Regions from separate parts of the Anser cygnoides genome. Here all the other regions are linked to region 1. Evidence: chromatin contacts called from public Hi-C data. All regions are on one chromosome and are shown on one strand. The core of a region is the stretch at or near the end of the contact, and the rest is flanking DNA. Distances in the headings are between cores, read along the strand shown.

What was found. Hi-C and Micro-C count contacts between places; a contact is called where the count stands out from the background.
Region 2: a contact with region 1 is called in a Hi-C map of liver, with 2.8 times the contacts expected there. The contact joins the promoter of LIMK2 here to the enhancer-like site in region 1. A contact is called at or near these places in 2 of 7 Hi-C or Micro-C datasets (both in liver).
Region 3: a Hi-C map of liver shows a contact between it and region 1, with 6 times the contacts expected there. The contact joins two enhancer-like sites. A contact is called at or near these places in 2 of 7 Hi-C or Micro-C datasets (both in liver).

What each region holds. Positions count from the first base shown.
Region 1 is chr17:11,447,811-11,451,556 of Taihu_goose_T2T_genome, forward strand. It overlaps RNF10 (ring finger protein 10), which reads right to left. Exons shown (of 17, transcript XM_066978627.1): 2 at 1,269-1,471; 3 at 45-244. Among named protein-coding and RNA genes, the nearest start is that of RNF10, 5.6 kb to the right of the region's middle. Within about 2 kb of position 1,666, at least 2 of the 3 cell types and tissues checked have open chromatin away from gene starts, as enhancers often do. A contact at or near this core is called in liver, where this site is marked.
Region 2 is chr17:11,236,677-11,240,422 of Taihu_goose_T2T_genome, forward strand. LIMK2 (LIM domain kinase 2) reads right to left here and starts at 2,088. Exons shown (of 16, transcript XM_066979107.1): 1 at 1,989-2,088. The coding sequence starts at 2,004. It overlaps RNF185 (ring finger protein 185), which reads right to left. Exons shown (of 7, transcript XM_013173701.3): 7 at 2,862-3,746.
Region 3 is chr17:11,296,469-11,300,214 of Taihu_goose_T2T_genome, forward strand. All of the region lies in intron 1 of SPPL3 (signal peptide peptidase like 3), which reads left to right. Among named protein-coding and RNA genes, the nearest start is that of SPPL3, 12 kb to the left of the region's middle. Within about 2 kb of position 2,018, at least 1 of the 3 cell types and tissues checked has open chromatin away from gene starts, as enhancers often do. A contact at or near this core is called in liver, where this site is marked.

The DNA.
Region 1 (3,746 bases), core at 416-2,915:
CTGTCTCTGCAGAAGTCTGAGAACCCTGCTAGTCTTCCACTCACTTGGCCTGTAGGAAGAGTTCCTTGTTGAAAGGCTTATGTCCCCACTTGTTCCTTTTCCCCCAGTTGCCATGTCCATTCCCGTCAAAATGGCCTGCTTGGCCACGGGGTTCAAAAGTGAAGTTCAGTAAGTGGTTCAGATTAATCTTCTTGGGACCAGAGAACTGGGCAGGGCTGAACTCTGCCCGTTGAGCCTCTGCTACCTAAGAGACAACAGCATTTATTAGAACTTGCTAGAATTTACTGCGAAATCATCAGTACAAGTTGATACCCAGGCCCCAGCAGTGATTATGTACAGAATACGCAGCACCCACTGACTCACCTTCTCCTACTCCCATTCCGCAAATCAAGCACTGCAGCGAAAGTGCATGAGAACCTGAAAGTTAGAACTGAGTGGTCTTACCCCACACGGATGAAGTGGAGGAGAGCATAAAAACAACCCAAGTAACAACAAGTAAAAGCCAACAATACCTCGTAGTCGAGGTTAATAACAGGAGAGAGTTGTTGAGATCCTGGCAGTATTCTTTTATATGGCCAGTAACACACATTTGACTACTATTGCACAAATGATACTCGTTTGTAGTTAGTTTTCATATAACAAAGCAGAGAATGAGAAATGAACAGAGACAGCAAGTGAGTTTTGACAGAGTTAGCATTTTAGGTAGGCAGCTTTGCTCATCCGCTAAAACTGAAAAAAATCAGCATCTTCTGTATCAATGCAAACCCACCAGTGATCTACAGTATTCATACCCACAGCAGCATAAGAAGCCCCGGTGTGGTTTTACTCCATCTTGATGTCACCAAGGCTAATTTGATTACTTTCCCAATGCCACTACCACGTGCAAATTTGTACACTCAAGTGGTTAGACACAATCATCCCGGACTTTTAAAAGCTAGAAATCGTATCGCTACATATTGTCATGAAGGACCTTTGTTTCCTGAGATATGCACGTGGCCTGCCTAGGTACCCATTCCTCAGGTGGCATTTCCACTAGTTTTACTGTTCCTTTTTATTGCAAGTCTCTCAGAGCAGAGAGCACTCCTCTTCTGTTGTTGCAAAGTTGTTCTGCTCACACTCAATGTGGCATCTCAACGATGTTAGCACCTCTTATCGCTCCTTCCCTTCCCAGCCCAGGAGCTGAATACAGAAGACCTATCTAGGCAGGTCAGAGTGATCCTCTCGTCCCAAGAAAGAAGGCCTTGGAGACACGGCATTACAATTCTCACCTCATCTCGTCTTCCACCATTACAAGAGCTAAAAAGTTTGCCACTTCCGCCGCTACCTCCCCTCTGAGGGGGCATCTTGTTAAAAGCTTTGCTTTTCTGTGAATTGGAGCGACGGGACTGACTGGAAAAGTTCTCATTTTTGGAATACGCAGTTTCTCTTTTACGATTATAACGCTGTTTGGATCCATTCGCATTCTTTCCATCTGAAAGAGAAAACAAGGATCAGACGGGCAGCCCCCGAGCTCGCCGCACGCGCAGCGCCCCGGAGGCAGCGCGGCCTTTCGGCCCGGCACTTGGTGCCAGCACCGCTTAAAGGGCTTGTGTTTCTGCCAAGACCTCCTCCAGCCCACAAACCATTTCACTCCTATTACAGTCCAAAGAGCTGGTCAAAGAGTACGGAAGGATTTATTTGCTGCGCTTTGTATTTGCTTAGAGCAGCTCAGTTTTCTTCATCCAGATCTGGAATCATCATCGCCAGACATCAGCCTGAGGTGTCACCTGTGTGTTAAGTGGTAAACACCAACGCTACATCTTCATGCCCAGTTGTTGTCACGTTTTGTAACAGGGCCATTTTTCATTCCATTTCTGAATACCCTATATAAAAACTCTGAACATCCTTATATAAACGCTGTAGCCTGCGTTTGTCTCGAAGTCTCCCACTTTGCAGGACCCCATTGCCTATTTGCACTCAGTTCCGCCCCTACGCGTAGAAGTCCCCAACAGATCCAATTCCGTTCTAAAAACACCCTTTAGCTTTCGTAAGACCAACAAATGCTGATCGATCCTGAGGGACGAGCCCAACGCTTTGGCCTTGCGGGGCACAAACCCAGCTCCCAAGTACCAAGTCCACCGACCCAGGCAGCGAGGAGTGTTTGTCTGAGCGCGCTGCGCACACCCCTGGCCGCGACACGGGGCACAGAGGGGAAAGCACAAAGCAAAACACCGTGGGATCGAGGCTCACGAGAGCAGGAAAGTCCATCAGGGTCTTGAGAGGTGTTTCCTGCATGTAAACAGCTGCCTCGTCAGGCTGCCAGAACAGAAGATGAATGCTGTGAAGACACTTCTCATAGCCCTAACCTAACGTCAGAGGTGTCTCAGCTACACAGCAGGCTGCTCGCCCACCCATTAACCTTGCGCTCCCACCAGCTGCCATTTCAGCTGTAACAGGAGTTAGGCCGAGAAACCGGGGAGGTGAACTCCCCAGGCCCAGCCGGAGGTCTGCGCACCCCAGCCATCCCCAGATACCCAGCGTTACGCACACCAACGCCTCACACTGGTTACAACATCCTGATCCCTTCTCTAAAGGCCTGGTAGTTTCTCCTTTCCCGTTTCGCAGTCCTCCCCACCCCTGAAAATAAGCCCTGTGTGGCAGCAGACACGTCCCGTAACTCCTGGCCGCGTTACTCACAGGCAGTTTTCATCACCAGTGCCTCCAGCTCGGCCCTTCCCCTGCACCACCTCCTGGAGCAGTCACAGCAGCTGGAACAGAACCCCTCACAGCCTCACTTTTTTCGGTTAGTTTTAGTTTTCTCTCCCACCGACACCCCCAAATCGAGGGGGGCAACGGGGCGGAAGGCCCATGCGTTACTGTACATCACCGAGGATCCAACCACGTAGCAAATCACTCCATCAGAGCACCGTGACGGGGCTTTGAGGGGGCCTGTTGCTTCCTGCTCATGGCAGACTCCAATCTTTGCCTGCAACTAGAGCTAGAGAAGTCAAAGGAGCCTCCTGCTGCTTTTGCATGATGTGACAGTCGTTTTGCAAGCAAGTTTTGTCACCAGAGCTGATCACTTACTCTGCTTTCAAATGGCCAACCCCTTAATTCAGAACTAAACCAACCCCCCGAGAACCACGGCCATGCTCAGCCCCGCAGCAGGAGTCAGGCTGGAAGCACTTGGGCCCGGTGTTATCAGGAAAATACACACCAGAAGCTGCCAAGCACTCAGGGTGTAACCCGGTCTGGCTTGGTGATTATTTAGATAGATCTTTTTTTGAGAGTGTTTGTGGGAAAGAGGTTACAACACCACCCCTCAGGCTCTGGTCACAAATTCAGCCCTTTAGAAGGGGCTGGAGCACTGCTTCTGTTAACTACGAGCAGAGCCTGGCACCTTCGAGCTCAATCACCCTCTGAAATCTGCAGCCGCAGTGCACACCCTAGAGAGGCACAAGCCTGCTGTGCCTATAGCGGCTTGGCAGCTCCTTCCGCAACCACGAACTGGGGGAAGGAAACAACTCCAGAGGACACACTCGGCCTGAAGTGGGTTCTGATGATCCTTCACGAGGTCCAAGGGCAGCTTGTACCTGCAGCTAACAGGAGAATTTCCACCAAGTTAGTCACAATCAAAGGCACCGACTTGTCACCAGCTGGTTTACACACATTCCTGGCATGCTGCCCCGTTTCAGACAGGCTCCTAGAGCCTCTGCGAGCCCCTGTAAGGACTCTTAATTTCATAGGGAAATCCTCTCCACCTGTGC
Region 2 (3,746 bases), core at 838-3,337, 210 kb before region 1:
AGCTCTGCTGCTCTTTAGAACAGAGATTTCAGGAAGAAATTGGCCCGGTGTGACAGTTCCTACAGAGAACCATGCTACGCCAGAAAGCCACGTTACCATTTCCCCTCTGCCACTGACTCAGCACCTAACATTTGCACTCACTTGTATAATTAATTGGATTTCCCAGAACAGAAAGAAAGGAAAGACAAACTTTACTCGTCAGAGAACAACTTCCAGGAAGGAATTACACACTTGAATGGATATTCCTGTAGAGGCTGTACAAGCAATGCCACACTAGAGCCAGACTTGGGAAGAGGGGTAGATACTACCGGCCTATTGTCCCTTCCGAAAGTGTTGTGAATAGTCAGAAAGTTAAAATATCTTCTGAGAGAACTGCCATAAAGCCCCAGAGACATCTAGGATACATACAAGCTAGGAAAAAACAGCATGAAAACCCTTGCACAAAGCGCATTTGGCACACAGATAAATGCTATCCAAAGTAAGAGTCAAGGATCTGGGTGGGCACAGGATGGCGCAAAGAACCCATCATGGATCCGGGCACGTCTCAGATCTGTTTCTTCATGCTACCAAAAGCTTACTTGCAGTTAAGTTGCATAAGGAAAGCGTGCTTAGAGAAGGAAAACCACTAACCACTGACTTCCAGTTTCTAAAGAACGTTAAAACTCAGCAGTTGCTCAGGCGATCGCCCCTTCCTTCACTGAAGGGGACACGTTTTTCTCTGAGGTCAATGGCAATTACCAAAAACTCGCGTCAGGGTGAAGCTCTACGCCTGCTAACAGCATGCGGTCAGATGCAGCCTGCTTCCTTCTGCAACTTCACCCCGAAACATATGACAGCTCTTCTCCTACCACATCAAATCGCTACTCCAGTCAAGCCAGCTAACTCTCACTCTCCAGAAATCACTCTGCTGCAGCAGTCAGTTGTGTGACGCTGGACAAGGAAGATGCAGAAGATTAATAGTTCAGCACTTAGGAAGCGTGCCTCTCGCTCATGGGGAGGATGATTTCTTTAGCCCATAGTCGCTCTTCAGCTTCATGGTTTAGATGTAGAGAATGTTATTGGTAGATATGATTCAAAGAAACAACCACGAGGTTACACGTTCAGCAGGGTAACAGTAAGAGGCGAGAAGACAACAGGGAGTGACTCTGTGACCAGTTAATGAAAGCCTCTGTGCCAGCAAGCAAAACCTGCCCATCAATGCATACCACGACACAACACTACGGTTACCACAGCCTGAAGGAGCAGAGCATCGTGTTGGTGGGTGACAGCACCCGGGAGAACGCAGAACAGAGCAGAGAGCCAAGACCCAAGCCAAAGGAAGGGGTGAGAGAAGCTGAGTTTAGCGATTAGGCACACAGCATGGATCTGTACAAGTGCCCAGGGAGAACCAAATCCTGCTTGCTCACCGGTAACTTTCTAAAAATTGTCACCAAGGCCAAGCTCCCTGAGTTACCCAAACCTAACCTGGTAACGCCAGCAAGTTGATGCCCAGTTTTAAAAGCCCCAGCACCCAAAACCACCCAGACCTCCGGGCGCTCTCACAGCGAACCGTTCCAGACCAAACGCCTCGCGGCCCGACCGCAACCGAGCGCCCCGTCCCCGGCCGGCAGCACCCCGCAGGTCAGGGCGCAGCCCCGCGCCGCACGGGTCCCTGCGGGGCGGCAGCGCCGGGCTGACCCAGCGGCTCCACACCCGCGGGGCAAAGCGGCCCCGAGGCCGTCCCGGCGCACGGCGCTCCTCGGGGCGGGCCGCGCCGCCCTGCCGCTGCCCTGCCCCTGCCGCCGGGAGCCGCTGCCCGCAGCCGGGCCCCTCCGGCGGGACGCGGGGCAGGACGGCGGCCTGCGGCGAGCCGCGGGCGGCGGAGCCCGGAGCAGCCCCGGGCCGAGCCTCCCCGGAGCGGCCCCGCCCGCCCGCCCGCCGCCCCCCGAGCCCCGCGGCGCCCCCGGCCCCGCCGAGCGGCGGCCCCGCGCCCCCGGGCCGGGCCTCACCTGGCGGCGCCTCCATCACCGCCCGGCGGCCTCGCGGGGCGGGGCGGGCGGGGCGGGGCCGCCGCGGGACTCGCCCCGATCGAAGCCCCGCCCCCTTCACCGCCGCAAGCCAATAGGCGCTCCGCCCACCTCACGGCTACAAGCCAATCCGCCGCGCTGCAGCGTGGCGCTGACCGCGGCGGGGACCAATCGCAGCGCGGCCACGCTGTAAGGCCCGCCCCCCGTGCGGGCCCTCAGGCGCAGAGCGGGCCCCGGGCGCGAAGGAAGGGCGGCGGGGGCTGGCGGTGTGAAAGGGCTGGCGGCTGTTGTCCCTGTAAGTCACCGTCACCGCGGTGAAAGGCAGCGGACAGGGAGGGGAACGGCTCCAGCCACGTCCCGGCAGCCACCCCCGGCACGCTTCAATAACCCAGCCGTTCACACGCTGCAGTTTAGATCAGAAACGGTTCGGCCCCTCCGACCCCGTTACACGTCTGTGTCCCCAGCAGGAAAAGGCTGCACCCGAGTCCCCTCAGCACCAGGGGTGCTGCCCCGGGCCCGCAGCAGCTGTAAGCAAGGCGACCTGGGGCCTGCCACCGCCTCCGCTCCTCGTCCTCGCATTACGCGCCTCAGAACCACGTGGAGATGAAGGTGAGGTTCTACGCACTTGAGAAGAACCCTGTGCAGACCACAGCAACATTCTGGAAGCGCCGTACGACAGAAGTCGAACCAGCACTTAGACTGGCTTCACGTGAGTGATCTGTTCGGCCCGGTGAAGTCAGGCGTTAAGTCTGACTAGACGTGACACAACACTGCAGATGCTTCTCAGACTTCTTCCTGCCAGGTAGAATTTTGGAGGCTGGCAAGTTACACATCAGTCATCCTCTGACACGCTACTCAAAGTAAACATTTTATAGTTACATAAATAAGCTTCTACAACAATTAATCAAAGTGCCCTGCCCGTACACATACCTTATCCATACACATGAGAAAAAGTCTAACTACTGAAACAAAGTTTCTATGAGTTGATTTGTTTTGTAAGTTGTATGTCTGTTGTGAGGAAAGTCACAATATTCACCTTGCAGGAAATCATTATGACTATTGGCGATCTGAATCAAAACGATCTAAAAACAGTAAAAGAAAAACATGGAATTGCCTCGTCAGAGAAATATCAAAATTGTTCATCTTGTTAGGAAATCCATTGTATCTGCTGTTCTGAAGGAATCTATACAAATACATCAGGAATACTTTTTAAAGCTGTATACCCAACAGGATTCCGAAGAGGCTACAGAGTGCTCACCTTCTGAAATAATTTTCCCCTCAACACAGAAACGGTTGTGGTCTCCTCCAGCACTTCAAATGAATATCTTTGGTAGATACTGCAGGGACTCTCGCACAAGAGCCATTCTGTTGTGGCGTGTTGTAGCTGTACACAGGTGCAGAGAGAAGCTCTTCCAAACGTTCCCTACTGTGGCACATGCCAGCAGAGGCAGTATCTCATTTTTCCTCCTGTATAATTTTACAGTTTGACAAATTTAAGCTCAAAGCTCACTTAAAGATGCCCCTTGCTCCTCTCCCCAAACAAGCTGATCTCCGGTCTGTTACAGGATTTTATTTGGAGTACATGACCTTGCGTAGAAAGTCTCACAGCCCTGGGAAAAAGAAACGTAGCTATGGTGGCAAGGTTGTGAGGGGATTATCCATAAGTGCAGCCGACGGCCGCTGCACAGAACCAAGGAAGACAACACTGTTTTGTCAGTAGGGAGCGGGGCTGGAGGAGGC
Region 3 (3,746 bases), core at 768-3,267, 150 kb before region 1:
AATCTGAGTAGCGTTGAACCTGAAGACTCTTGTTCATTTGCCTAGCAATAAAACAGAGTGGTGGTAGGGACGGTGGGGCTGTTTCTGGTGTCTAGGTGGGAGTAGCACAGCAGCTTGTCTTGGCTTTATGCTCCAATGTGCAGTTCTGCAAACATCAGGGTTACAAACATGAAGAAAAGTCAGAATCCTTTAGGCTATTTTAGTACCCTACATCTCCTTCCCTTTGTTTCTCCATGCCTCTGGGAAATTAGTTCCTCCCAGTGGTGCCTGCAGATGTATGTCACACGTTTCTGTAGCAGTTGTTACCAAAATATCAGTGTTTCATGCATAAACCAGATGTAAGGTTCTAGTACAAATACTCTTGCATTTTCTCAGTCTCTGGACCGCTGTGAAGTGTTGGTTGTTGCACTTCCTTTACATGCAGACAGTGACTGACATGGAGGTGGGATCTGCTGTGTGCTCTGTTGCCAGAGTTCAGTTCCGTTTAATCAGCTTTATCACTTCCAGAAAGAAGCGTTACGAACATGCATAAACACCTATTTTATTGGGCTTTGGCTCCAAGGAGTGTTACACGAACAAGGCTAGTGGCCGAGTATCTGCACTGCTGCACCTGGGTGTGTTGGCAGTTACAGAGTCCACAGCTGGGTACAGATTTACAGTGGCCTGGGGCTGCTGGCTATCGTGGATTGAAGCAGGACCTCGGGATGCCCATGCAAGACGAGGAGCAGTGCTAGAATGGGAGCCCAGCGACAGAGGGTGGAGCTCATGAGGGAAGTTGGGTATATAGAAACAGGCGCAGGACGTTTTTAGGTGGGAACTTCGAGAGTGAGTTAGGCTGCTCAAGATGGACTCCCCTGTACAATGTATGCCTTGAGTGAAGCTGTACAGGTAGAAGAGGACCAGCTTAGTCTTCTGGCTCCTGATGAGATCAGATATATCATTCAGTAGTGGTATTCCTTTGTACATGTGTGATGAAACCTACATTTTTTCTGTGTTTTTGTCTGTGTTGCTTCAGATGGGGATAACTTCCTCCCTTAGGTCCGACCTTCTTTGCTTTGGTCTGTTACCTGGCTCTCTGGGTCCCACAAGAAATCAGATTAAAGGTTTGTTAGAGGTTTATTGTCTTAAATACTTAGATATTATTTTTGCTCAGTGTCTTGTTCCCTGTCCAAGCACAGCTGCCAAAATGAGTATATATTTGTCTCAAAATGCTTTTCAGTAAGATTTTCAAGGTGAAGTCGTTTATTAGGTCCTCAGAGGCAGGACGGGCTGTCCCGTGTAGTGCTAGGTGATTTGTGCTTAGCAGCCGAGGAGTGCCTGGTTAGCTCTTGCTGTACCCAACCAAGACTCGCTCTGATCCACGTAATTAAGCCACGGGGCAGGTGCCTGACTGCTGTGGCCATGCTAAATCCACATGGCGTGGATGGGCTGAGGACAGGCTCTGCACAGAGGTTCTGGTGTGGAGCTCTGCTCTTCGCCCTGGGATTTCTTTTGCACGCTAGCAGAGGTCCAAGAATTTCCTTGAATATCCTGAGTCCTCTCTTTTTGTCACGTAATTAACCTGTTTTCTTTTGTCATTGCCCTTTAACTACTTGCTGGCACCATGACAGCCATGGCCGTGTTGATAAATACGGCTGGGACGATGCGCAGTGCGTCAGCTGCGTGGTCAGTGAACTTAGCCCTGGATCTTCAGAGGAAGTTGGGTGTTTGTGTCCTAATGGTGTAAGAGGAGGAAGGTGAAATGAAGCTACCAGTTGTATAGGATATTTATCTTGAACAACCTTCTTCGGAAGAATGTCGTTTCTGTACTTGGGTGACTGACAGCCTCCGAGACAGGCTGAATTGCATTACTAGAAGACAGGCTGTGCTTTCTAATGTGGAAGACTCTATTTTCTGGAACCTTGTTCAAATAACTTACTGCTTCAATTTTGGAAAACACTAATACAGTTTCTTTTCATCATGGTAAAGCGTAAACATTTGTTATCCCTTGTTACTAATAGTAGCCATGAATTTGCTATTTATAGTTGAACTGTTGCGGGGCTGATTTTTTTTTGTAATGGAAGTTTTCAGTGCTATTAGGAGACTTGCTGTTGAATATCCTGTATCCTGGTAATGCGAAGGAAATGGATAGCTTTGGATGAAGAGGGTTCCAGAACTCCGTGGCAATTTATTAATAGGCTGTAGATGAAGAATGTGGAAAGGCTGCAGTGCCATAGTCTTTCAAAATTTAGACCTGCTTGTTGAAGTGAGATAATGGAATCTTCTGACCCCTCTGGACATCAAATAAATTCTCCAGTCATCTGAAGGGATCCAACATAGTCTCCTTTTCTCTGCCTTACTAATTCTTTTACTGGCAATTTGTGCAAGAGAAAGAAATAAAGGAAGTAATTTAAAAATAGTTGTAGGGAACTACCTGAACTTATGATTCTTAGGAAGTGTGGTGCCTTGTCATGGGAGTGGATGTCCCATAATTTTTCCGTGCAAGCTATTCAACACTGTAAAATCAAAGTACTATTTAGGTTTTCTTAATGCGGACACCTGAGGACAGTGACTCTGCAAAATGCCCAACTAATAGAAAGCCATGGTGCTCTCTTTTTTTTTTTTTTTCCAGCGAAGGTTGCTTTGAGTAGTAGATGTTTCATAACTAAAAGTCTTGGGTCTTAATATGTTGACATATTTTTAGAAATCAATGCTAAATGGACTTTTTCTTGATGATACAAGGAACTCTTCAATTAAATGTTTAGCACATTGCTAACAAAACATTTTTATTAGTCTTGGGATACTAAATTTAAAGCCCTTCTCCACCCATTTCTGATACAAGGCAAGTAGGCAGCATAAGGCAAAGTAGTAATAAAAGGTCTGCATAGCTCTGTAATATCATTTGCAGTTTTCATAATAAAATTCCTCTTTTCAGATCTTTTTGTTGTGGTATAAAGATACCAGAGGCATATCTAGAACTTGCTTGTCACTTAGCAGTTAGGGCAGTGACCAGCCTTTGTTGGACTGGGGCCCTCTCTCTGCAGGAGGACAGATCCCATGAATGTGAAGGCGTGCGGGTAAGGTTCAAGAAGCGTGCTGTGTTTCTGCTGGCATGTGGTTAGCTGCAGTTCCTAGTTCTTCTTAGGGTGTTGCTCCATTTTATATCAGCTACAAAACCTTGCTACCTATGCCTGCTGTGCCCTACCCACAGGGGAGTTGCAAAAACTCTAAATTTCTCCAAAAAACCCTTTAAGTAACTGTTTTGGTCGGATTTAAGGTCTGCATTGTTGTTTTCATAATACTAAGAGATGGGAAGTCTGTGATCTGAGCAGAGTTTAATGGCAAGGTAATCAATCAGTTACCTGCTTTGCTAATTGACCAAGCCATTGCGTTCTGTGCCACGTGTAATTGTCACCTTCAGGCCTGTTCATTGCTATAGGTGAAACTATACATTGTGTTTTGTAGAGGAATTATTTCACTCAGTGCAGTAGTCTAGGCCTAGAAATGGTAGAGATGCTTATGTTTTTTCTTTGTCCTTTTACTAATAATTTCTCAGGTGGTGTATTTCTAGCCAGTGCCTTCTGTTTGAACTTTCAGGGAAATCGTCATTCTGTGCACTCATTCCCCTATTACCAGGGCAAATAATTCATGCTGCTAATTATGACACTGTTAGAATGGCACAGAAAAATGGGCAGGGAAAGAATACAGCCTAATTATACTCACAATTTATCTGTCTTATAAATTTGTAGAATTCATGCCAAGGTAGC